4 separate regions of the Drosophila melanogaster genome follow, and regions 2, 3 and 4 are each linked to region 1. The links are chromatin contacts, called in public Hi-C maps. All regions are on one chromosome and are shown on one strand. Each heading gives the region's core, a stretch centred on a gene start, on an enhancer-like site or on the middle of the called end of the contact. The rest is flanking DNA. Distances are from core to core; before and after follow the strand shown. Region 1 holds the start of CaMKII (Calcium/calmodulin-dependent protein kinase II). Region 2 holds the start of RpS3A (Ribosomal protein S3A). Region 3 overlaps pan (pangolin). Region 4 holds the start of lncRNA:CR43956 (long non-coding RNA:CR43956).

Evidence for each region. Hi-C and Micro-C count contacts between places; a contact is called where the count stands out from the background.
Region 2: a contact with region 1 is called in a Hi-C map of the Kc167 cell line, with 3 times the contacts expected there. The contact joins the promoter of RpS3A here to the promoter of CaMKII in region 1. A contact is called at or near these places in 1 of 107 Hi-C or Micro-C datasets (the Kc167 cell line) and 1 of 6 datasets of contacts at active chromatin or transcription factors (the Kc167 cell line).
Region 3: a contact with region 1 is called in a Hi-C map of the Kc167 cell line, with 2.3 times the contacts expected there. The contact joins the enhancer-like site here to the promoter of CaMKII in region 1. A contact is called at or near these places in 7 of 107 Hi-C or Micro-C datasets (the Kc167 cell line, embryo, whole body and 1 more) and 1 of 6 datasets of contacts at active chromatin or transcription factors (the Kc167 cell line).
Region 4: a contact with region 1 is called in a Hi-C map of the Kc167 cell line, with 3 times the contacts expected there. The contact joins the promoter of lncRNA:CR43956 here to the promoter of CaMKII in region 1. A contact is called at or near these places in 10 of 107 Hi-C or Micro-C datasets (the Kc167 cell line, embryo, embryonic mesoderm and 2 more) and 1 of 6 datasets of contacts at active chromatin or transcription factors (the Kc167 cell line).

The regions. Positions count from the first base shown.
Region 1 is chr4:1,049,613-1,056,180 of dm6, reverse strand. CaMKII (Calcium/calmodulin-dependent protein kinase II) reads left to right here and starts at 2,478. Exons shown (of 15, transcript NM_166813.3): 1 at 2,478-2,683; 2 at 5,572-5,726; 3 at 5,789-5,883. The coding sequence starts at 5,662.
Region 2 is chr4:63,424-69,991 of dm6, reverse strand. It overlaps RpS3A (Ribosomal protein S3A), which reads left to right and starts at 2,785. Exons shown (of 4, transcript NM_001258475.2): 1 at 2,785-3,152; 2 at 3,254-3,887; 3 at 3,943-3,992; 4 at 4,471-4,767. The coding sequence starts at 2,812. The coding sequence ends at 3,719. pan (pangolin) reads right to left here and starts at 339. Exons shown (of 12, transcript NM_001258477.2): 1 at 11-339. It overlaps snoRNA:CD-24 (a small nucleolar RNA gene), which reads left to right and starts at 4,347; the gene lies at 4,347-4,415.
Region 3 is chr4:110,333-116,900 of dm6, reverse strand. It overlaps pan (pangolin), which reads right to left. Exons shown (of 12, transcript NM_001258477.2): 12 at 2,631-6,568. It overlaps Ank (Ankyrin), which reads left to right. Exons shown (of 12, transcript NM_001169348.2): 10 at 1-215; 11 at 897-1,643; 12 at 1,699-1,827. The coding sequence ends at 32. Among named protein-coding and RNA genes, the nearest start is that of Ank, 16 kb to the left of the region's middle. Within about 2 kb of position 2,585, at least 22 of the 39 cell types and tissues checked have an H3K27ac peak or open chromatin away from gene starts, as enhancers often do. A contact at or near this core is called in the Kc167 cell line, where this site is marked.
Region 4 is chr4:129,555-136,122 of dm6, reverse strand. lncRNA:CR43956 (long non-coding RNA:CR43956) reads left to right here and starts at 3,249. Exons shown (of 1, transcript NR_073614.1): 1 at 3,249-3,449. anne (anne boleyn) reads right to left here and starts at 3,903. Exons shown (of 11, transcript NM_205865.2): 1 at 3,836-3,903; 2 at 2,892-2,937; 3 at 2,410-2,535; 4 at 1,159-1,452. The coding sequence starts at 1,405. Ank (Ankyrin) reads left to right here and starts at 6,274. Exons shown (of 12, transcript NM_001169348.2): 1 at 6,274-6,325.

The DNA of each region.
Region 1 (6,568 bases), core at 1,229-3,728:
CTCAACGCATTTAAATGTAATTTGCAAGTGATAGACTTTTAAAGGTATAATTTTGATTACAACTTCTATATTTCCATATTTATATATGTTATCATGTGTAAGTGAATTTTCATTTTATACCGGGCCAATTGTTGTGGGTTTATTAAAGGGGGTACTTGGAGCAAATAAAGGCTACACAGCCCTTTAAAAGAGACTAACGTAAAGTGTCTTTTTTAATAAAAGAAAAATCGATGTTAACATATGTAGTTATGATTTCGGCATGACAAAAGATATAACCTAATCGGTATTCGAATTATTCCGAAACGCGTTCTTTCATAATTTTTTTTCGAGTGGAATTACTTTCACAAGTAATACAGTTACCATTCCTTTTTACAGGGCTTAAGACTCGCTTCGTAATTCCCCGAAATGCTTCTGTAGGCATTCCCTGAATGGCTTCTGTAAGCATTCCCTGAAAAGCTCCTGGATGTATTCCGAGACAAACATTCGAGAATATTTATATTGCCATCCGAAGAGCATTAAGCATTTCTCAGGATTGCTTCTGGATATTTTTCAGAATCAATTCTTCTAAGGAGGAGGAAGTGTTCCCAAGGGTTATTAAATATTTCCTTTTTGTTTTATTCATTTACAAGTCCATACATTTTAGTATAAGTAGCCGTGTTGATTTATAATAATTGAATACTACCTACTTGCAAAATACTTGCAAAACATGAAAGCCGTCGCGAAATTTCTAAGAACACGTTTACGATCTTAAAGAGCAACTGAACAGAAGCGCAATTAAACACCTGAAATGTTTTGCCGTTTCTTGAAATTCTGTTTGCTCTTCTTACTATGGCGATCAAAAATAAAGCTCCAGGCAATGTAAGGAAAGGACACATATGGTTTTGATTTTGTTTCATTTAATAAGTGTTCTAATAGAACAATGTATGTCCGTACATATGTAGGTATGTTAAAAAAGAGGAATGCATGCAAAATATATGCAAAATATATTCCCAATATAAAAAAAAGAACATTGTAAAATTAATATATACCTGAAAAATATTCTGGCAATTCTGCGGAGACTGTGTAGACAATACAGGGTTCGGGCTTGCACCCGAAAAATATAAAAATATAAAATAAAAATATGAGCAATCGGCAAACTTAAGGTTTTTATTTTCCTTAGCATATCTAAAATAGAGTTATTCTAAATGCATTATAATAGAGCACTCTAGAAAGCCTTCCATTGAATACTTTTACAAAGCGGCTATATTATGGAAAAAAATTACACGTTCAGAAGTTCCGACTGGATAGACTACAAAAACAATAAATCAAATTCGACTAAATAAAATAGATAGATGCTGTATCTCTTGCCGTTATTGTATAATAGAAAAAAACGAACATACAACAAAACATACAAAACAAAGTAGGACAACAAAATGTGTAAAGAAATTGTTGTTTATTTTCTTGTATATTTTATATTTTTAATTTTTTTATTTATAGTTAAAATAAATATTGTTGAATTATATTTCATAAAAAAATTCCGTTTAATTAAGCAAATAATTCTTAATTTTTACCTTTAAAGTCAAAAATTTAACTTTTTTCACAGTGTCTAAACACTTTTTTGACAAACTGTATGTGTACTGCAACTATTTATGAATAATAACAATGAAAATATGGTTTATTTTAAATATTTTACGATATTTGATTATAGTGTTTTAGATTGCATTGGGAAATTAGGGTCTGTGAAAATCAAGAGGTCATAATGGAAGATATCGCCCTGTAATAGTTTAAATACATCTGTCATCTCTTTTATTGCGGCTTTACTATTTTTGTTGTTACGAAAAACTCAAATTTTTTTAAACAGTTTACTCGTCAATTTTCCTTTGTCAGAGTAAGAGTCTATGTCTCTAAAATGTACTTGCTTAGTTTCAACTTCCTAGCATTTATAGTTCTTGAGATCGAGGCGGTTTACACAGATTGACGAATGGGGTAAAACGGCTAATGTAATCATACCTTGTGCGTTTCAGATATCAGTTTTAAATTCTAATTCATTTGTAAATTGAAGAGCTCCAACAGACTGAAATGAAATGATTACAAATTAAGGATTTCATTTATTTTACTTTAAATAAAATTAAATTTAAATTTAAATATTTATTTTTCTTTTTGTAACATTTTAGGTCACGGTGCGCATGACAAAGTGTTGTGAAACGTTGGTTTGAGTACTTATTAGTCTAACTATGGAGCATTTATGTGGGCAGTTTTATGGAATCACGGCCTAAAATAAAAAGATAATATGAAATATATTACTTTAGAGTTCCAATCAACCCAATAATGTTTAATGCGGAGGTAGTTCAGTATAGTGATATGTGCACAAATTAATGCGCAGACGCTCCTGAAACGAACCGTCGTTGGCAAAAGTTTTCGATTTAACGACATTATGAGACGAAAAAGCTTTTCTCTCTAGCAGTTCATCGAATCAAACGCGGCCGCAAAATCTTGTTAGTCAGTATTGAATTCGATTTTCAAGAAAACAGACGTTCTAAAAATTTCGGTATCTAGCTGTGTGTTTCGTGTTCTCCCAGCTCGTTAAAAACATATACATATAGCTTTTTAAATACTCTTATAAGCATTTTGAACAAACATTTATCAGATCTCCTGAAGTTTAAAATATTGTTATTCGCAATTGAAAAGAACACATCAAGTATAGGTATCAAATTGGATTTAATATACATACATATGTACTCACTTATGTATTTTTATATATATGTATATTTATATAAGTTTACGTATCTATAATACCTGATACAATTCTGGGTCAACACAGATTCTAATATATACATGAGTATACACATATACATATATTTGATATATGTATGGTCTCTTACTGTGTATATGCCAACTAATATTAAATACTTTTTTCGCGCGTATAACGATTGCATATTGTAAAGTTAATATATATATTCACACGCTTCACTTATATCTTAAAAGGACATTTATACAACATCAGTATGTACCCCATTTTGTGCCTTTGTTCAGTTACGCAGTAAATATAAATATATGACACTTAAAAATTTTGTAATTGTTATTGCACAATATACATACATCTTACAAATTACTCTTGATATCTACAAGAAAGTTTAAAACATACCTAAATACTTACGAGTTATGATAAATGCTTTTTTTTTAATTTTAAAAAAGTGTTTCACATTCTATATATCGTCCCTCCTAGTCCGAAAAATGGGTTTAGTAAAACATTTCTGAAGGTCTCATCCAAATAGTATATTTAATTCGCGTACATAGCGCGTGTTTATATGATTTAATGAAAAAGTATAATTTGCAACAAGTAATTTCCAAGACCCTGAAATATCCTTGCTAAAAGGGGTGGGGCGTTTTACCATTAAGCTCATCAAAAAAAGCTTCAACGCATGTAACCTGCAAAGGATACATACCTACATATATATGTACGTATATATATAACTGCTTCCCAGATACATTCTCATAATCAGGATTTTCTTTTTTAAGAAATTAACCAAAAACACCTGTCGCTTTTTTTAATTGATTGAAATATGTCAATGAGAGTTAAATATATCTGGTTTAAAACAAAGATAATAAAGTTTTGATCACAAATTTTAAACTTTTCGTAACATTTGACTTGACAATATTATATTATAAGTATGTTATTTCAAAATTGCGAGGGTGCAATTAAGGGTCTACATATACCTTTTCCAGGGAAACACTTCTTTTTCATGGTGATTGGGTCTAGTTTTAAAAAAACACGTACAACAAACTAAAAACTAACAGTACCGCTGTTACCGGATATGGCAAAAAACAAACCTCACGGAGAGGTATAAAACAAGAGAGAACGTGACAGTAGTTCATCGACTATTTAACAACCCGACAGAAATGTGCAAAATAAAAGAATAAATAAAAATAATGAAACAAAAAAACAAAACACTTTGTAAATGTGTGGGCAAAATCGAAATAAAAGATTTCAAGACTGAAAGAAGCAAATTATTTTTCAAAAAAATTGGAGTTACAGTTTTAGGCGGATTAAATGTCTGGTTCTCAAGAAAACAAATTTGCATGCTTTATCCCATGCCTGTCGTCCGTATCAACGCTGTTACCGCTGAAACTATAATAACTGGAAAGTAAAACGAAAAAATAATTTCCATTTTTTATTCCTTTACTCAATACGTAATATAGGTTAATAGTAATGATTGTTGCTGCTCTTGATCAGCTGGCTATCACACTAGCTTCGTTGAAAAGTATGTAACTTGCAGAACGACGCGTTTCCGAGCGTTTAAACTATATATAGTCTTCACCAGGATCAATAGCCGAGTCGAATTTTCATGTCCGTCTATCTGTATGAACTCCACGATCTCAGGAACTATAAAAGCTAGAAAGTTAAGATTGTGCCATGCCCTTTTTAAGTTTTCGTTTATTTTTTTTCAAAAAATTGTTGAAATTGTTTTGCCAATTTTAATCGGTACGCCAGAAAAATGTTTAATATTCTCGTTCATACTTCCACTAGCTGAGTAACAATTATCTGATAGTCGAAAAGCTTTACTATAGCGTTTTCTCTTGTTTTAATTCTGCAATGGATTCGTATTTTTTCAGGGCCATAGTTTAATTTGATATTGAAAACGCCACTGAGTGGTTGATATGCATATCGATGTAAGGCCCGTTTACACTGCACTAACCGCGGAGTTATGGTTTTACATATGTAGATACCTTTGCTATTTTGATGTGCATGGGGAACAGTTAAGTGTAGCTTTGGTAAGGAGTTGACCCCTATGTTTAATAATCGAGTTTATTACATTTTTCGTCTATCGAATGTCATGTCATCTCTAGGCAACAACAAGGTATCAGATTCAACGTTTGAGATAGGATAATACATTTTCAGACATTTTTCAATTTGTGCCCCCGCACATGTTGTTTCTTGCGAAGTATGGTGTTTTTTCGTATGATTTCATGATCACATGAAAAAACTTCAACCACCAAAATCTTCAAAATGGAGGTCGAGTTTTCTAGTTTAAGCAACGTGCTTTAAGAGAACTCACTTGAATTACCAACTCAATAAGAAACCTGCGGCTGTTTAAAATAACATAACCCTTATATTATTACAAACCATTTAAAATTTGAAGAACTATATGTAGATTGCTGGTCTGTTTTGCATCGACTCCACTGAGTAATATAGAATTTTAAAATTGGAATAGCGAGACATTCTTTTAATTTTACCGATATGTGTTTCTATGAAATAAGTTACCTAATCTGTGCTCTGAATACTTCTGAATTACATTGGCGAGCTTTACTTTACGAGCTTCATGCCCGATCTTATACAGAGAAGAATGCAAGTTTATACTATGATGGCCGGGGGATTCTCAAATACATGCAGTACCCCTTTGGATACCATAGAACCAACGCTGTCTGAAACTTTTGAACCAGCTAGTGATTACTTTATAACAAAATAATATTTAGAGAAGGCCCATGGTACCTAAATGGTACAACAATGTATGTATGTTTGTACGTTGTAAGCAATTTTTTGTATAATTTTTGTAAAACTGATTTATTATCTTATATTTAAAAATCGTTTAGAAAACAAGAAATAAAACTCCTGAAAAGTGAAATCTGTAGAGCAGTTGAAGATCTTTAGTCGCAATAGATTTTCTTAAGTGTGCCATCGCGATGGCTGCACCAGCAGCCTGTACGCGTTTTTCGGACAATTACGACATCAAAGAAGAGTTGGGAAAGTAAGTTTAACAAACTCAAGGTTAATAAATTTATTATAATAACCCGTCTATTAACATTTCAGAGGAGCATTCTCAATTGTGAAAAGATGTGTCCAAAAGTCAACTGGCTTTGAATTTGCTGCAAAAATTATCAATACAAAAAAATTAACTGCCAGAGGTAAGGCTTTCTGTGTTCTATGTAGGTTATAAATCACATATGTACGCATTTATGCTATGCACACGCATGTAGGGAAACTAAGTGCTGTTTTTAGGTAATTCGTCGAGTACAGTAAAAGGGTATACTAGATCCTTGATCCTTGGAAAGTATGTATATTCTTGATCAGGATCAATAGCCGAGTCCGTCTCTCCGTATGGTCGTCGAGATCTCAGAAACTATACAAGCTAGAAGGCATACAGATTTTAGAAACAAATACGCAGCGCAAGTTTGTTGACCCATGTTGCCACATGCGCCACGCCCTCACTTTTGAAAAATGTGTTGATATTTTTTCACATTTGTATTGGTCTTGTAAATTTCTATCGATTTGCTCAAAAAAAAGTTTGCCACGCCCATTCTAACGCCCTTTAACTTCTATCGATTTGCTTAAAAGCCGCCAACCGGTCACGTCCACACTTTGGACCAATTTTTAAACTTTTTTCTTATTTTATTCCCCAATATCTATCGTTATCCTAGAAAAATGATGAAATTTCGCGTTCCCATTCACACTAGCTGAGTAACTGGTATCTGATGCCGTTTTTTCAACGGCGATATGGCATATCGTAAGAAATCAGTAGTAAACATTGACTGTCAAAAAGTTTTCCTGTAAAATGTACTTTCTTTTTGCTAAGTACGCTTTTGGAAGGGA
Region 2 (6,568 bases), core at 1,536-4,035, 990 kb after region 1:
GGACACTTACAGTGATGATTTGATTAAACAATCCGAGAGATTAGAGCAGTAAAATTTGAATCCTTTATACGTTAGTTTACTGAAAAGCTATCCACAAAGCCACAAATTTGCAGCAAACTTTTCTGTTATTAAGCACACTTACATGTGAGAAAAATACTAATTGAAAAAGGTTTCACAGTTAAAGGCATACACGCATTAATTAATCAGACACAATATTTTTGTATGTCATACATACATACGTATACTTTTTATCAACACACTTGCACGAGAATTCATTCTTGGGCCAGTCAACGAGTACCGAACGCAGCTTTGATCGCTGCTCTGCCAGCACACGAATGCCGATAAACACTCATATATATATTTGTTTTTGGCTGACATACACTTATACTAACACAGGAAGTTATATATGTTGCATATATGTATATTTATTCATCAAAGCACAATTGGGTGCACCCGCGACGGTAAGGTGATATATTTACACATTTTGTACTTTAAATCAGGCGCATAATTAATTTATACTGAAACAGGCACAAAACAAAGAATGGTACTCTAAAATAATTCCCGGTTCAAAATGTTATCAGATTTAAAACGCCGTACCACGTCTGCGTTGATCGAATTTTTTTTAAATTAGTGCTGGAATAACGACGATGGCAACTGTCGATAAGCAGGCGTGCATCGATGTTCTGCCGCGACAATTCTCGATATTTTGCTTATATCGAATGGCTCGATTAGCATTAAATAATCAAAAAAAATTATAACAAGAATTTTCATTTTTAACTTTTCAATGTTTGTTAGATGTTAAAACACAATAATAAGATTTTTTATTATTTTGGTTCGCTTAAGCTAAAGGTCGATATATTCATTTAAACTCCTAATAGCGGTTTGGGGTCATGCTTAGTTTTTAGAATGGATTATGTACATGATAAACTCATGCAGTTTTCACCCATACGCTACAATTTAAAGATATCGTATTTCGCTAATCACTGAACTTGTCGGGCATTGCCATCCTAATTTTAAAGTTTGGTTGTCGATTAACATTGTACAAATTACATCTCAAGATGGCTGCTCTTGATACGTGCAGATTTCAGAATGATACTTCGAAAATTCACCTCTCGGTGTATGTAGAATTCAGGATGGTAGTTCTTCATATGTGCATAAATCGTATGGCAGCTCCCGATATGTACAAATATCAGGATGGTAAGTTTCAAAATGTGCAAAAATCGGAAGGCACCTCCCGTGATGTGGGAGTTGCCAGGTGGCAACTCATGATATGTATAGGTGTATTTCCCATTAAACGGGCCAGCATTTGACCATTTGACCAGCATTGCCAAGCGTATTTCACCGATCCACGTCATTTTTAAAATAATCGAAATCGAAATGCGAGACCGTTTCTGAACTAGCAGTTGCCTAGCATCCTCCTAAAATTCATGAAGTTATATTGTATGGTGTGCCCCAATACAAAAATTAAAAACATTTATCAATCTTTCTTCATTTTAATTATAAAAATGTATTTAAAAACACTTGGGCCTGTTCCAATTTAACTGTGATGTTATTGATAATGGTAAACGATATCATATGATACGCACACTTTTAAAATTTGCCTTGGACCCAATTAAAAAAACTGACCGCAAGGCGGGATGATCTCGACGCCGAGATATAATGGAATCAAATTAGGCATGCAGATTCAGTTTGTTAAAAATATTTGGATGTTTGGAGAACACGCATAATAAAAAAAAGAGATCAATTTCGTACGCCCATAACTTCTGTAATGAAGCTGTAGTTCTACGTATTTTGGAAAGACCCTATGGCTTAGCCGGTCTCGAGCAACAGCATAGATATATTAGCTTTATACAAAATCATTTAAATGCTTAATTTTGTTCACTTAATTTTTAAAATTTATTTTTTTTTTTATTTATTTTGCTTTATACTAAAAAAAAAAGTCAAAAATAGTAAAATAAAACAAAATTAAGACATTTTACAAAATGATTTTTTTTTATAATTCTTGGCTCGTATCGAATAATTTCAGGATAATGAGACGTTCTTTGCTTACAAAAAAATTGGAATGGAAGATTAAAAATAATAAAATGCAAATATGAATTTACCCAAAACATTTATTCACTGCGTTTATATTTTTCTTATATATTTTTACCGTCTATGATGAAAATTAGTCGTGAGAAGTGAACCAACGCCGGCTGCATTTGTGGCGATGGTCAATAAACGTGACCAAAATACATATTGTTTCCGCTTCTATTACGAGTGACAGAAATGGTAACAATTAAAAAACTAACAAAACATAGAATTGTTTTAATGAAATTTAATTTTTATCAAGATTAGGCGTCAAATATAATAATTAAACCCCATATTAGAAATTAACTAAAACTATAATATAGAAATAATAGCTAGAGCAAAAAACAGCTTAGAACGGCTGATGCTCTTCTATTTTTTGTTATGTATTACAGTTACAAATTTGTTGGTCACGACATTTACTCTTTACTGTTTTCTGTTTATATTTTATTAAACTACAAGCGTAACTGTTCCTTTAAGGTATATTTTACAAGGATTTCGTAGTTTGTACTTCCCATAATACAAGTTGTAGATATATCCTTTGGCTCACTAAAAAGTAATCGTGTACACAGTGCTCCAAAAAATTTTCGGAACGCAGCACAATGAGAAAGCGATATAACACGGACATATTACTGCATACAGGTCTCAAATTATAAAATGACACTCGTGGCCTTTACCAACACTGGTTTCCTTTTTTCCACATACGTCGTCAACGTGATTCGACCTTTTCCGGTTTATTAGTTGAACATGGCAGTCGGCAAAAATAAAGGTCTTTCCAAGGGTGGTAAGAAGGGCGGTAAGAAGAAGGTGGTGGACCCGTTTTCTCGCAAGGACTGGTACGATGTCAAAGCTCCGAATATGTTTCAAACCCGTCAAATCGGTAAAACACTTGTAAACCGCACCCAGGGTCAAAGAATAGCATCGGATTATTTGAAGGGTCGCGTTTTCGAAGTGTCTTTAGCAGACTTGCAAAAGGATATTGATCCAGAACGTTCTTTTCGCAAGTTCCGTCTTATTGCAGAAGATGTTCAAGACCGTAATGTGCTCTGTAACTTTCACGGAATGGACTTGACTACGGACAAGTACAGGTTAGTAAACGTCTATAATGCACAAGTCTCGACTTTATATTTGTAAATGTGCACTTGCATGTATAAATGTAAATGCTTACTAACATTTCAATATTGTTTAGGTCGATGGTTAAAAAGTGGCAAACACTAATTGAAGCTATTGTCGAAGCAAAGACTGTAGATGGGTACCTCTTGCGAGTGTTTTGTATCGGATTTACTGCCAAGGATCAGCAGTCTCAGCGCAAAACATGTTATGCTCAGCAATCGCAAGTCCGAAAGATTCGTGCTCGCATGACCGACATTATTACTAATGAAGTTAGTGGTGCCGATCTAAAGCAGCTTGTTAACAAGCTGGCCTTGGACTCGATTGCGAAAGATATCGAAAAAAGCTGTCAGCGCATATATCCATTACATGATGTTTACATTCGTAAAGTAAAGGTATTGAAGAAACCGCGCTTCGATGTCTCAAAGCTTCTGGAATTGCATGGCGATGGCGGTGGCAAATCCGTGGAAGCCGTTGTTTCATCCGAGGGAGCCGTAATCGACCGCCCTGAAGGTTATGAGCCCCCAGTACAGGAAGCTGTTTAAATTAAATATGAAATGCATATTTTTTTATGTATTGCATTCAAACATAAAATACATTTCTCTACAAATTGCATAAACTATTTTCTTGGCTTGTTATATTAGTTTGTGGGCCTTTGGGAAGTCTTTCGTCTTTTAGGCATATGTTTGTTCCAGCCGTCCATCCTGAATGTGGTATGTAAATCTAACATTTTTATGCTAAGCCTCCACTTACTTGTATATTATATAGGCTACGTTTCGTAACGATCGAGGTGTATACAAAGAAGCCGAAATTCACAGGTATGTAAAGCATTTAATTTATAAATTCCAATGAGAATTAAAACGTGCAATACAGAAGCCAATTTCTTATAATTTCTTTGTCTTTAAACTTAAATTATTTAGATTGCTTTCCTATTAAAAAAAAAAACATTTTTAGCTTTTTTTTTTCGAAAATTTGAACAAATTTTTTTATATTTTCTTTAAAACATTAATCCCTTTAACTTTTTTACAAAAGTATATTTATATTACAGGCTACATATAAGTCATCTTGACGTAGCTGTAACTAGATGTATTTTACAAACATATTTGTTTTAAAGAACTTTATAAGATTTATAAGAAGGAAATTGTTGCATATATTATTGCACTTTTATTATTTAATATGATGTTGTTATTTTTCGTCTCTGTCATTTATGATGAAAGCTAAAGTGCTGAAATTCATTTGTTTAAATATAATTTTTAAATAAAAGAATTTTACTTATAAAACTTTGCTTTTTCGCAGGTATGTCGATTGAATAAAAATCAATATATACCCCAACTATGTAAGCATGTCAAACACTTTGGTGGATTCCATTTCCAATACTACTGGAGATGGCGTGAAGACGACTACGATATATACAAGGAAATTTTAAAATAAGCTTGGTTGTCCGATTAATCCAAATGAAATGAAAAATCAAAAAAAATTTAAAAATATATGGTTTACTTACATATGTAACTTTATTTTGAATATGACATTCACATAGGCATGATACACGATTTTATTTGACTATAAAATTAACTAGCTAAGTAACGGGTAAATGTTGTTTTAGCCTATGAAAATATGTGCAATTGGACTTAATCTGTAAGAGCCTCTAAAGCTTATACTGGTTGATTCAACTGCTTTGATAGAAAATTTAGTTGGTAAATAATTGTTTCCGTTTATGCTGCTTTGTTTTCCCTCTATCATTGCGGATTACAAAAGACGTCCTGAGAAGAACCGTTATCTTTTTAATTCTGCTTTGTTTAACTTTCGACAAAAATTGGACACGTATATTGCATCATCAGATTACCGCCCCCAAATGCAATTTTGAATATCTTCCATAATTTGAATGGTAGGACAGCACAATTTTTTATGCTGTTTAATTGAAAATTTTGCGAAATAATTGGGAAGAGGAACAATGTAATCCTTGTAGGAAAGATCCGAAATCATAGCTTTCTATGAATGCGGAGTGTCCTTTCATTATTGCAGAAAAAAGGCAGACATCGCAAAATTATAGGAAAAACCATAAAGGTGGCAATGACAGTGTCTTTAACGCGGCAGATCGAGGGTCCATACGTCAAACGCCTAGCAATTCCCACGACTCCTCCGGAAAAATTGATAGTTGATTCAAAGGGTGATTAAGAAAGATAAACATTTAAAACACGAAAAACTTAAAAAAAAAACACCTCTTAATAAGTGGCAAAAAAAGCACACCTTAGTTTTGCTCGAGCTCATATGGCCTGGTCTAAGGAGTGGCATTATGTTGTATTTTCGGACTAGAAGAAATTAATCTGCAGGAACCAAACCACTATAGTCATTACTATCATGATTTGCGTAAAGAGGAATGGCCACCATACTTCCAGGACCTTAATAAAATAGAAAACGTGTGGGGATGGTTGGCTGGGAAGGTATACGACAGTGGTATGTATACAATATGCATCTCAAGAGAATGGATCACCGGTATAAAACTCGGTTGGTCCACGATTAGTTTGGATTACCTACAAAAAATATATGATTCACTTCCCTGACGAATGTGTGAAGTCCTTGAAAACAAAGGCTGATCAACTCATTATTAATTTCCTTTAAAAATATTCTAATTTTAATATTTAAGTGTTAATCATCTAATTTTTTTCGAAATGAATCAAAAAAACTTTAATTATCGTAGGTGGCGCTATCCTATAAATTTTGACTTAACAATTTATGGATTGTTTTTCTTTTTTACTTTAATAAAAATCTATAAACAGCAAACTGCATCCCATATTAACTTTTCATTTAGATTTGTTCAACTACTTAATAGCATGTTTTCATGCAATTGGTGCACAAATATTAAAATTAACACTGAGAAATTGTTATGAATTCTTCCTGCGTCTATAGCTTTTGCCAGATCATTTCGTATCGATCTATTACCTCACCTTACGATGTGTTCAAAGAATGTATATATAAATATAAGAATACGATAAATATTTTTAAATTTAATAATAAATAAATAAATATAATAAAATCATAGACTAGAATATAAAACAAATTGCATCAACCCCCTGTGCACCCATTGCCAGAAGGATGTCTCGTTTGCAATATCAGCAAAAACGTAGCTGTATACATGGTCAGAATTCTTAAGAATTCTTAAATTTACAAATATAGTGTGTTCGCCAAATAGATTTTATTTAATGATATTTTCTCATCGGTAAATTTTTTGCTTATTTTAAAAAAAATGGTTTTAACACAGTCTTCCTATTTTACATTTTCTTCGATATGTATTTTAGTTTAGTGCGGAAAGGTTGTAATAAAATCGGTATTGGCCTACACACCTATCGATACTTCTTATAAATTTCAATCGTTTTTAAACCGATAAAAAATTAAT
Region 3 (6,568 bases), core at 1,336-3,835, 940 kb after region 1:
GAATTGAAAAAGATGGCGATTATGAACAGTAATTTACAAAGTCTACAGGTCCTTAGCAAGATATTTTTAAAAACGCAGATGGTAAGTTTAGTATTGATAAAATATATGTACTGCAACGCAGGTGTCACTAAAAGGAGTAAATTGATACTAATGCAATACTTAACATTTGACCATTACGTTAGAAAGAAGAACAAATTATAATACTTGAAAACCAGGTAATTAAAGTGTATAACGACATGAAATCATTAAAATAATATTATTTTGTTTTAGAGAAATGTCGATTTACCTGAGTAATCGATGAGTAATCGAGCGGTATTCATCATGAAATAGTTGCCGATATCTTAAATAATTTACCTAAAGTCGATTTATTAAGTTTTCTAAAAATTTAACATTTTCTTGACAATCAGAACTATTATTCAATGTATTACTTTGCAATTTATAATAAAACAATATTAACAGTGTTATAATTTAGAGTTTAAAATCGTACTAATTAAATAAATTGTTGAATCATTTATAGCTTTGAACTTCATTTAATTAAGGAGGATTAAAGTGGCTTGAATTTATAGTCAGATATACCATCAGAAATATGACTGATGTTTGCAGTCATCTGATGTGAACCTTTTTGTTCCATCATTTAAGGTTCACTTAAAAAATTACATCAAATACACGACATTCTTCTTCATAGAACTAAATTTTCATTATTTGCCACTTCATTACGTAAAAGTTTTCCTTAAAGTTTTCTCAATTAAAGCAACTGCCGGCAAGGGGTAGATTTTAATAAGCTTAAAGGTCCCACGGTAGGGCAAGCTAAGGAATAAAAGGAATAAAACATAAGAATGTTTCAGAATATTTCTACCCGTTACCACTACATTTACTACATCGAATTCCCCTGACAGATCTAAATTTATTTTACGTACGCAACATCGTGCGTCACACATCGAGCAGCAAAGGATCTGAAACAGAGGGAGGAGGAGTGTAGAGTGATATTAACAAAGAAAATGCAGCTCGACAAATAACGAGCGTCAAATAGGTATTCCAACGGGCACAATTGTTCACATGGAAATTCTAATTCTAATTGGCAAAGTTCATCAGTCGGGCATTGACTCCCAAAATAGGGGAAATAGTAAAATATTATCCTAGTCCTCTAGTCCGATAAAAAAAGAAGTCGCTAAGGAAGTCCATTGAAGAAGGACCTACATTTTCAACCTCCAACGCAGTCCAGGAATGGCTGCATGCAGTCGAAAATGGACTGCCAAATGGAATGTGGCCATTAACTCCTCGAAGTCAGCCTGTGTAACTTTTACCCTGCGGCCCGGAACTTGCACAGATCTGACTTTTGATGGAAACCCCGTCAACAATGTCACATCGCACTGCTACCTAGGAGTTCATCTAGATCGGAGACTGACCTGGAGGGCCCACATCACGTCGGTCAAATTCAAGTCACTGGCGAAACTAAAAAAGCTCGACTGGCTCTTCCACTCCAGTAAACTACAAATGAGCTCTAAGGCTCTTTTAATCAAAGCCATACTTGCTCTAACGTGGAGTTATGCCATCCAGGTGTGGGGAACTGCCGCCAAATCCCAGCTCAATAGGCTCCGTGTGGTCCAGTCGAGAGCTGCAAGCCATGCATCTGGGCTCCCCTGGTAAGTGACAAACCAGGTAATCGAAAGAGATCTGAAAGTTATCCCTCTCAATCAGATCAATTTTCACAGCAGCCGTTATGCCGACAGGCTTATGGTCCACCCGAATCAACTAGCAAACATCCTAGCTAATCCCATCTCCCTCCGAAGGCTGAAGAGGGTACACCCCACCGATCTCCCTACCCGGAGGATAGTATAAAATATTACACATTAAGTAATTAATAACTAGAAAAATTCTTTTTTTTTCCTTTTCTACTTAATAATTAAGAAACCACTTGGTCTCATATACATTTATACACACAATAGGTTAAGTTTTAGAGGAATTGACTGAACGATTCCTTTTGAATCCAAAATAAATAGAATGATTATTTAAAAAAAAAAAAAAAAAAAACATTTTCAACCAGTAGAAAGGAAGTTCCAATATGGAGAGCAAGCAGTCCAAGGCCTTTGACAACACCGCCGTGGAATTGATTTACCACATGGACGAGACCTTAGGCGCAAAGAACATTCTTAATTTGATCGCCATGGTGTTAGTTTTTCTAGTGCTCCTGAAACTGGCGAATGCGTAGAAGAGATCTGTACAGAGGCTTCCTATCACAATGCGTTAAAGAAGATCCATCGTCCATCGCAGTAAATGCAAAATGTGAAAACATCATCAAAAGACGGAGTCGGCAGATCAAATTAAGCAATGCACCGACACAAACCTAAACCGGAAATGGCATTAAAATTAATAATAGTAATAGTAATTACTAGCAATAGTAATCCGTGACAAATTTAAGAGTGAAATCATGCATTTTAAATGTTAACAAATATAAAATAAAAACCAAAACAAAATGCAAAACAAGTGGGAGAACGAGAAATCGGAGAATAAGATAGCGGCCCCGCAGCTGGAGCGTGCCGCAGTGCATACTGCATACAAGCATACATACGGCCCTACTTATATATATACAATACCTTCTTGATGGTGCTTGTTTTTCTGTAAATGTTTTTAATCTGTACTATATTGGAGAAGGTGTATATGTATGTATAATTACAACCTAATATGTAGAAATGCCCAGGATCAAGGGTCCAGATCTCATCGCCCAGGATGGGATTGAGGTAAGTTTGACGGAACACAGTCACCGAATTTTCTTTATATCTTTTAATGTATGCCCATGGCACAAGCCAGCAATTATTCAATAAATATACAATATGAAGACAAATACAATAGAATGAGAACATTTTACAGGGTGCTGTAGGGCAAAAAGGATGACATAACTTTTAATGACCTTGGTAAAAGGGGGGATCAATTTGCGCGACTTGCGACGATCCAATTGGCACTCGGGTGTATGAACTTACATACCGACGTAACATTTCCTATATTTGCAAGGCACGTCTTATAAAAATTTAAGAATTGCATCAATAATTCTGCCGTGCGTCAGTATATAAAAAGTTAATAGTTTAATTTTGTTTTTATTGTTATTCAATATCTTTGCATTATTTCTATATTTCGTACATTATTTATTACCTATGTGTATACATACTATTTTATTAAACTTATATTTGTGATTACTATCATCTTAATATTAGAAATTTGTATATCTGCGTAGGTTTAGTATACGATTGTTAACCCTTTCTACTATCTAAACCTTATCTTACGCTAAGAATCCATCAGTCGACCAATATTGCAGTATTAAAAATGAAATTTAATTTTATATTTAATTATAGCTTAAAAAAAGCAAACAAACTCATTTTTAACATTATAAAAAGAATTTATATAGAATACTTCATGTATATGCAACATATATTTACATATTCGTTGTTGATCCACTTAATTGATTTGATGGGGTACTTTTATTATAGTGTATTACTCGTGTTACTTAATTGATTTTTACACAAATTATAGAAATGAAATAATAAGGAATTTGTTAATCAAACAAATGAAGTTGCGATGTCGTTTGAATAAAAAGCAATATTTTACAAAAACACAGACAATGGAAGCACGATGGAACCGCAAATATCGAAAAATAATAAGCTTATGATATTTATTTTTATACTAACATTACATTTTAGATAACGATTTGCACTAAACATAAAGACTAAAGCATTATATAGCAATTTTGTGTACTGATAAATTTTGGAATTAAACGTATAAAATTTGTGTTAAACAGTCTTTTAAATTGGCAATGGCCTTTACATTCTTCTGATTACATATGATTTGTTAGTTTGCTTGAATTATCATGACCACCGAACTGTTGTAACGCAGATTCTTAATAAATTTATATGTTTACGATTGATACATATATATGTAAATGTGTGCATAACTGTATGTACACGTTTAAATACATATACATATATACATATAGATTTATAATCATATAATATGTATCTATGTGACTAGAGCCCTATATAAATCGTTAATTAGATTTATCACAGCAGTGTATTTGTTGAATTTCTAAACTTGATGTAAATTTAAAGTTCAATTATTTTTATTAATTTCACAAATTTTTTGGTTTCATAATATAGGTTCATTAACTTATTTATTGGGATCGTACAAATGCCGAGCTTAGTTATGAATCTTAAAAACGGTTGGAGATAAATGGTAAAAGTTAAATTTTAATGCAACCAGAATGTTTTCCAAAATAACCTACTCACATTATTTTTTTTTAAAGCATATTATTTTACTTTATGAAACTGCGTAATCATAATTATTCTTATGACACTCTCATTTCTTTAAAATTTATTTGTTTTCTTATAATCATAGTAAATTTTTTTTAGTAATTATTACAACGATTAGAGTTTCGGGGGTGAAGCCGAAATTAAGTATTATGTATGATTATGATTTTTTAAAAATTGCACAATTTAAGTATAAACATCTTTTATTACTAGAAAAAAAATACAGCATGCGAAGTGTATATTGAAACGTTGATCAAATAAATTGCATGCATATGTGAGCTCAAAATCTGTTAAGAATACTTCAAAATTCGTAAAATATAAAATCTATTATAAACTGTGATTTTGGTGTATAATATTCATGTATTAAACTAAAAAGCAAGAGAGAATTCTATAGTCGAGTTCCTCAAGATACTCAGCTAGTTGAAGTGCGTACAAGAAATTTAAACATCTTTTATGGCAAATAGGTAAAATTAAACCAAATTAAAAGCTATTTCGCAAATCGATATAAATTTATATTAATAAATGTATACAAATTTATATTAGTATTAAAACAATAAAAAATCAAATAATAGTATAAAATACGGGCGTCTCAGTTTTAGCGACATGTTGGCGGATTAAACGATAGAAATTGGCCACACAAATAATAAAACAGAAGTGTGGTCATGCTAGTTCAAGTCGGAGTCTGAGTGGGCGTGTCAACGCAGACGTCAGTAGAATCCCGCATATCTAACCTAAGCTTTCTAGCTATAATAGTTTCCGAGATCTCGACGTTCATACCGACGCACGGACATGGCCATGTCTACCTGCTATCGATCCTGATATTTTTTGGTTTGGAAACGCATACTGCTACGTTACATACCTATTATCGATTGTAGTTTACCCTTTTACTCTACAAGTAACTCCCTACGTCTAGGGATGATCTTGTTTATCAATACAAAACATTTTAGCTTTGAATTTATATACCAATTTTTAATTTTTGCTTATAATAAAATAATTTAATTACAATTGTGAATCAAATAAAATTTTAAAAATTTACAAGCTGTTTATCCAAAGATAAAAGTAATACAGGTTTCATAATATATGAGCAAATTTTTCAACTACATTTTAAGAAGTTTGAAAATAAAACACTTTCAAAGAAACAATTAATTGCAAATTATTATAGGCACTATATTCGAGTTTCTCGACCATTAGACTCATGTTAAATCCCATCGAGCGGCGCCTACATCTATCGCCATTAAAATCCTAAAATAGCGCCAAAAATGCATTGGAACCGGTTAAAAAAATCCAAACATTTTTTAAGTGCGAAATACGGACAGACTCGGCTAGAGCTCTTAATCATTGATGGAGACAATCTTTTCATTGAATCAACCTCTACGAGTAATGGGTAGCGTGAAACCCCTTGGGACATATTCTATAAAATAATATTTGCGGACCAGATAAGCTATAGAAAACGTATTACTAATTCGATATTTATTTTATATTTAAAATAGTAGTAAATATTCATTTTAAAGAAAAATACACGGAAGTAAATAATTCAGTTTCTCTTATTTTAAAACACGAAGCTATAAGAACAGTGTTAACGATTTTAAAACTTTTTTATAGTTTTAGCAAATTAAATGTATAAAAATAAAAATAGATGTATCATGTCCTATTTAAAGACTTGTGAATTACAATATTTTTAAAATATTTACAAATGCTATCAGTTACATAAGGCTTATGAAAAAGGAAAGACAATAAAGGGAAATATAAATACATTTTATGTACAATACTTTTATAGCGTTTCCTTTTTATTAAATATTTTTTATATATATATTCGCAACAACATTTGGCAATACTGTAAATATCTTAGTTAAAATAAGGTTATTAAAATGCTTAGTTATGCTCGCATTTATGTCTTTACTTTAGCACGGTCAATGAAGATTTTGTGTCTATACAATTTAAAAATTATAATACTCCTAATATAAAGTAAAATAAGAGATACGTTTTAAAAGTTGTTTACCATTTAAATTTTAGTTACTATAGTAAAGTTGATTTTCTACACTACTAGATACACGTTAATCAACCCAGAGGGTAAGAATGATATTTTAAAAATTTATTGGCATTACAATTGAAATTAGCAAGGCAAATAATAAAATAAAGAACAAAGTTAAGTGTGGGAGGATCAGCTTTCGGCGGTTTATAGTGGGAAGTTTAGGTGGCACTATAATCTGCATGTCTACTCTACGAGTAGCGAGTATAATAATTTAGGTTTGGCCTTACTATACTTTACTTTA
Region 4 (6,568 bases), core at 2,000-4,499, 920 kb after region 1:
ACATGTACCGTACATATGTACATATGTATATTCATTCAAATTTTTGTGCAGCTGGCTTGTGCTGATCAATACATGTATGTATGCATATATTAATACAACAACGCTGAAAACAGATTTGTTGCTTCATATACATACAAATGCATATACATATTTATTTAAAAATATGAACATACATTAGTCACCTATTTAAACTTTTAATTAGTAGGTAATTTAAAATGCAGTCAGTAATCATATCTGAGAATTTTCGATATATAGAAAAGCAATTTACTCGAAGCCAACAAATCAAATTTAAACGCCATGTCTTAAATCATTATTCATCCTTTAACTGCCTTAAAAACCTACTTAAAACTTTTCGCCAAGCATTCAGCTGGCAGACTAAAGTCGACGCGAAAATTAATAAAAACATGAATATACATATGTATGTATGTATATAGAATATATACTTTATATGGTTGGAAACGCTTCCTTCTACATGTTACAAACTTTTCAACAAATCTAGTGTAGCCTTTTAATCTACGAGTAACGGGTATTATTAATGTGACTAGACGCGAACAATACGGCACCATCGGACGCTTGTTGGTTTTTGAAGCTATTAAAAATACCTGAAACCGCAGATATTCTTGCGGAACACACGTTTGCTGTTTTTTAGAGCCGAAGAGATTTACATAGTAGCTCTGAATGTATCGTTGAAAAATAGTTGTTTATAAGTCATAGTGTAGACTTTCATAAAAAATCCCTTGAAATTATTCACATTTTTCCTTTTCCTTTGCTCTCATCACCCGGACCACGATTCAATAAGTATTTGGCTCATGTATGCGTGTCTGTGAATTTCACAAGTTAAAAGAAAATTTATTTCTTAAAAATAAATTTAATTTTTTAATGCCAAAATTAGTACGAAATATGAGAAATTAATGCTAAAAATAAATCTATATAACTTGGAATTCAAAAATCACAATCAATCGCCGCTCGTATTCTCATTAAGGGATGTGTCTAACGACGCTGCGTCTAACGACTATGCGATATTCAGAAAATCAAAAGCAAAAGCAACGAAGACTGCTACTCAGAGGGAAATCGATGGTGCATCCTTTTTTTGTTATTCTCGCGAGTAGACAAAAAAAAATTGTCAACAGTAATTAACAAGCTAAAAATATAACTTACCATCCACAAGCCGTTCTGAGTCTTTAGAATAGATTTCATCAACGTTTGGCTCAAGAACGCTTGTTATGTTTTCTTCGCTGTCCCCATCCTGGTCTGGACGATTATATTTGAGTAATGGAACAGATCTTGCTGAAGTTTTACTACAACCATTAACTAAAGTATTATTGTTCTCAACTTTTTTAATTTTATTGCTCGGTACTTTATCACTTTTTTTTGGTTGCACTGATTCTGTCGCTACATAATGCATATCAACAGGAGAATGCCACCAGCTAAGCTTCAAGATTTTATTTTTAGCTGCAATTCCAGGGAAGTGAAGATCATCATCCGTTTCAACATCAGAATTTCTAAATTTTAGATCTTCAATATGATTTGGTAAAGACTGTAGGTGCACAGTCTCACTCGGAGAATCACAAGCCTTGCTCTGACTTGCGAACATTTCTGAACAATTTAAAATTACAAGTGAAGGCAATTATAAATTCTTCGACACTTTGAATATACTTCTTGGTTCTTATTCTTGTTTCTAACACTTATGCAATTATGCAAATTTTAATGTCAGCTACATTTGCCATCTTTGTAAAATGTCTCTCTTAAACAACATAGAAAGCAAGCGAACAAAATTTGTAACATCATTGAAGAGCAGTTCGATCTGCCTACCCGGCTCAAAAATGTTGGACGAGGTTGGATATCTAAGTTAAATGGCACATGATTATTGGCTAATAATTTAAAGTGCAATAATTTTAGCTGCCGTCGTTTAAGTGAAAATTGCGTTTGTAGACCTGCAGGATTTAGGCTCTGATATTTTTTTGGTTTGCTTCTTCTCCAGTTCTTTATTAATCATCCAAAAAACGTAATAAAATTTAAAACAGCTCCTCCGCTTCCCACACGCTTCTCAAAAAAAAATTGCTTGATGTACTCCTTTTGTAAAATCTTCAAGCTTAATCTGGTTCCTCTGGGCAGGACACCCTTTAACTTGTTAAGTGGTAATGTGAATACACATACACCAAAGCACGCGTTGAGCACATTTCTGTATAATATCTTACTTTTTTCCAGTTTCTTCTTTATAACACCTTGATATGAATTCATTACGATACAATCCCTCGGATTAAATTCTTAGTATGACAGGTGCGAATTTCTTGGCAATGGTAATTAAGAATGATGAACTTTAGTAGTCTGTGCAAAAAAGTATCGATTTAAAATTAAAAGTGGAATTCCACGTAGGGAACATAACTATTTTTTTTGTTTGTTATATACCTCAATTTCAATCATTTTAATAAAAACACCGTTCAGTGGCACATTAATAGCTACCCAAGCAAAATCAGGTATTAGTTCAATTTCTTTAATAGGCTCTTCCTTGTTGTTTGACCAAGTGATAAATTTCTGAAATGGAATGCAAATTGTAATATGTAATGAATCTAATAACGTTTTTTAATATTCAACTGTAAGCTAATTTCCCAATCGTAATATCTTTACTAATAATAATTCAATCTCACATCAACAGAAATTGAAAAGGCACTTAAAAAAATTATTTTTTAATATTTTTTATATATTTATAAAAATTGGATAGACAAAGGCAAAAACAATAAACTAGACAAACTAGAGCGGCATCTACGACATGGCTTAATCTCTAAACAAGTATACAAATTGGAAAAGAAATTGAGGTAGAATAACTGAATTTCTGCAGTGAGTTTTAATAACGTTTTCCTAATTATAGCTACATTCATATACATACATACATGTGTAGGTCCAGCAACTCCAATGTTGTTCCATAGATGACCAGTTCTGCAATGCGATTTTCATCCAGGTATTATTTTAAATTTTATTAATGGAAAGAAGTAGTTAAATAGGTAATAAATAATACAAAATGGACAAAACAAATTTTAATACACTCTGAAAATTCGTAAATAGATTAAACCTAACGCATAAAATGTGAGCTATACATGAAGAAATTTGTTAATAACACTCTTATGTACAGGAAATTTAATTAATTAAACATAATTTTATACATTATAATTATAAAAATTTGACGAATATATTTATAATAAAAAACCAACCAATACAAATTGGCGTTGCGTGGCCAGATTGACTCTGATATTTTAATATGCATCGACATTGAATGCTACAATAAAAACTAGTCTCATTTACGGTGGTCTGTTTAACTAATATCCAAAGTTACAAGAAGCAACTTCATGAACAACGAACCAATCATTTCCCATTTCACTGACATTGGCAATACCGGTGCAGTCAAAAAAATAACCCGAACAAATATGAATAGATAGCTAATCTTTACTTGGTAACTGAGACGCTTGTACTATAAGTTACTTCACTTAGATAAAAAAAATATGTATTTTAGATTAATTCATGTAAAAACCTTCACTTAGTAAAATGGCATCATTGTCATAGAAACTTCATCAAAACTTTTATATTTCGTGACATAATATAAAATCTATCAGTCCAAACATGTCATAGATACATGCATGTGTATGGAAGGACTGTGTATATACATATATTGTATCTAGATTCTAATATATATATCTTTACGCATATAGACATTATTTTAAAGCCATACTATGTAATAAACGTATGTTAAATTTACATAAACGTATAGTAACTTCACGATTTATATGTACGCCTTAAAAAACAAAATATTAAGGCAATGTGATGCGTTCACAATAATTACAATTCTTATTTTGGTGTCACCATAAAACTGCCTGTCCACATCCCTTTATTGATGGATTTCAAATAATGTTTAAGCGCACCCAAAAGTAAATACATTTAGAAAAAAATATTCAAATAGATATTTACACTGGCGATTTCTCTTTTACGCCAAGGTAGCTTCATAGAAGATCGAAGAGTTTTGGGACGATGGTGTATTTTATTTCCCGCTGCGGTGATCTGAATCCCATACATAGGTACAAATATACACATGTACTTTATTTACCTATTGTCATAACACTGAACTAATGCTGTATCTGTAATCATTTAACTTTTATTTTTTGTTGAAAATTCAGCAGTTGATACATAAGACATGCAACTGAAAATTCTTCTTTTTCTGAAATACAATTCAGGAATTCACTACGAGAAGGAATATTAATCAGCATATATGTATATAGTATATAGTCAATTTAGTATTTTAATTACATTTATTTATTGTTTTCCTGAGAAATGATTAAAATTTATGCATAGACTCAATTGATCCAAGTCATTCAAAGCCATCTTCAACGCTCGAGCTGCAATTCATTATTATGTATCCTAAGCTTTATACTAAAGAAGAGATTATAGTGTAGCTCGCGTATATTCGGTAGAATTTAATATATCACATATATATATATATGTATATATATATATATATATATATATATATATCATATATAAGCATAGGGCAAACACACGAAAACAGATATTCTAATAAGAATATTGTTTGTAATTATAATGGTAATATAAATGATTCAATGTAGACAGTTTGCACAATTTACGATGTTTATTTTAATAAAACAGATGTTCTAGACCAGAATCAGATTTTTACGAATGTGCTCTGTGGGATGGGCTACGACACCAAATTGTCCTTCTTGACCTTACGACTTACAGAAATGTGCTATACAAGAAAAATGGATTTATAAAATGGAATAATATGAACGTCTTGATCTCAGGAACTATAAAAGCTAGAAGGTTGAGATAAAGCATACAGATTCTAGACATAGACGCAGTGCAAGTTTGTTGCACCATATTGGCACGCCCACAAACCGCCCTAAACTGCCACGCCCACAAAGCGCCCTAAACTGCCACGCCTATACATTTGAAAAATGTTTTCGAATTATTCTCTGTCTTCTAAATTTCTATCGATTTGCCTTATAACTTTTTGCCACGCCCACACTTTTGCAAAATGTTAGGATATTTTTTCATATTAATATTTTGTCTTGTAAATTTCTATTAACATGACGAAAAAAATTTTTTTTACGTACACTCTAGAGCCGTAAAACCGCCCAAAACTGCCCCGCCCAAATTTTTTAAAAATGTTTGCGAATGTTTTACAGTTTTGTTAGTCTTGTAAATTTCTATCGCTTTGCAAACAATTTTTTGCAACGGCTTAGAGTTTACGACCTAATACCGTCCAAAACTACCATACCCACAATTTTGAGAAATGATTTAATTTTTTTGCAGTTTCTATCGATATTTAAAAAACAATATGTCAACCCACGCCCACTCTGACACCAAAAAGATGCCCAAATATATCCCGTTAACACCTTAGAGCATTAAAATTAATTTTTTACCCCAATTTCTTCCGATAAAAAATCATTTTGAAAATTGTCAGTATCACTTGAACTAGCTGAGCAACGGGTATCTGATAGTCGGGAGAGTCGACTATAGCGTTGTCTCTTGCTTTTAACTTATTTCCCTTAGAATGTTTTTTAATATAACAATAACATTTCCGAGAATTTCTAAGGCAGGCTCAGGTATTTGTAATAATTTTTTGGACTTCGATTTGGCCAAAATCTTATGATTGAAATGTTTGCTATCGGAATCTTAATTAAACAGTGAACAGCTGGCTAAGCTCTTTTCACATATTTTCTGGAAGCGTCCGCCTCTTCACAGTTTTATTTCCCATTTTCGCAATTATTTTCTTTACTGCACTTTAACCATTTATGTGATAAAATTAAAACGCATAATTTACAAAGAACCCTATCGCCCCCCTTAAATTAATGATTGAATTCTTCTATAATTTATAAGTTTTTTTTACTCTCCTATTTCGTTTTACTAACTGTATGGCAAACTTCCTGATAGCTTTTTGCGACCTTATTATCAACCCTTTGCCAAATCGAAAATTTTGCTTGTAAAATCTGAGTTGGGGTCAGAAATCAATTTTTTTTAAATAACTAAGGGGCAGAGTGATCTTGTGATGATGTGGCATAAACATCAATAGTCCAATGAGTAAACTATTTTATCCTAAGTAAATAAGATCTGCTTTGATATAAAAAAGGCACTTCGGCCAAAGTGCACATTTTACAAATCGAAAAAATTTTATAAATTCGAAAACCGGACCACCGACCTTGCGATTTCAAATCGAAATCCTAAAATTCTTAGAATTCGATTACCGGAGCATGCGCGTATAATAAAATCCTTTATAATAATGCAACAGCAGCACTGGTTGCGTAAATGGAATTTTGATATGGTAGGAAAACGATATAAAAAGTTTATACCTATCGAACTATTTTTGGTAATAAGCCGTCTGAACATTCTATGTAAATACATATAACACTGTCTATATATATCAATTCTTAATAATTGGTCAACATCTTAGTAATATTTATTTCTGTTAACTAAGATAAACTTTTCTTGATTCCTGTCCTTTTTATTGTGCTTTTAAAATAGTGATAAGCTATAAATACAGTAAAAATATGAAACGAAATTTATT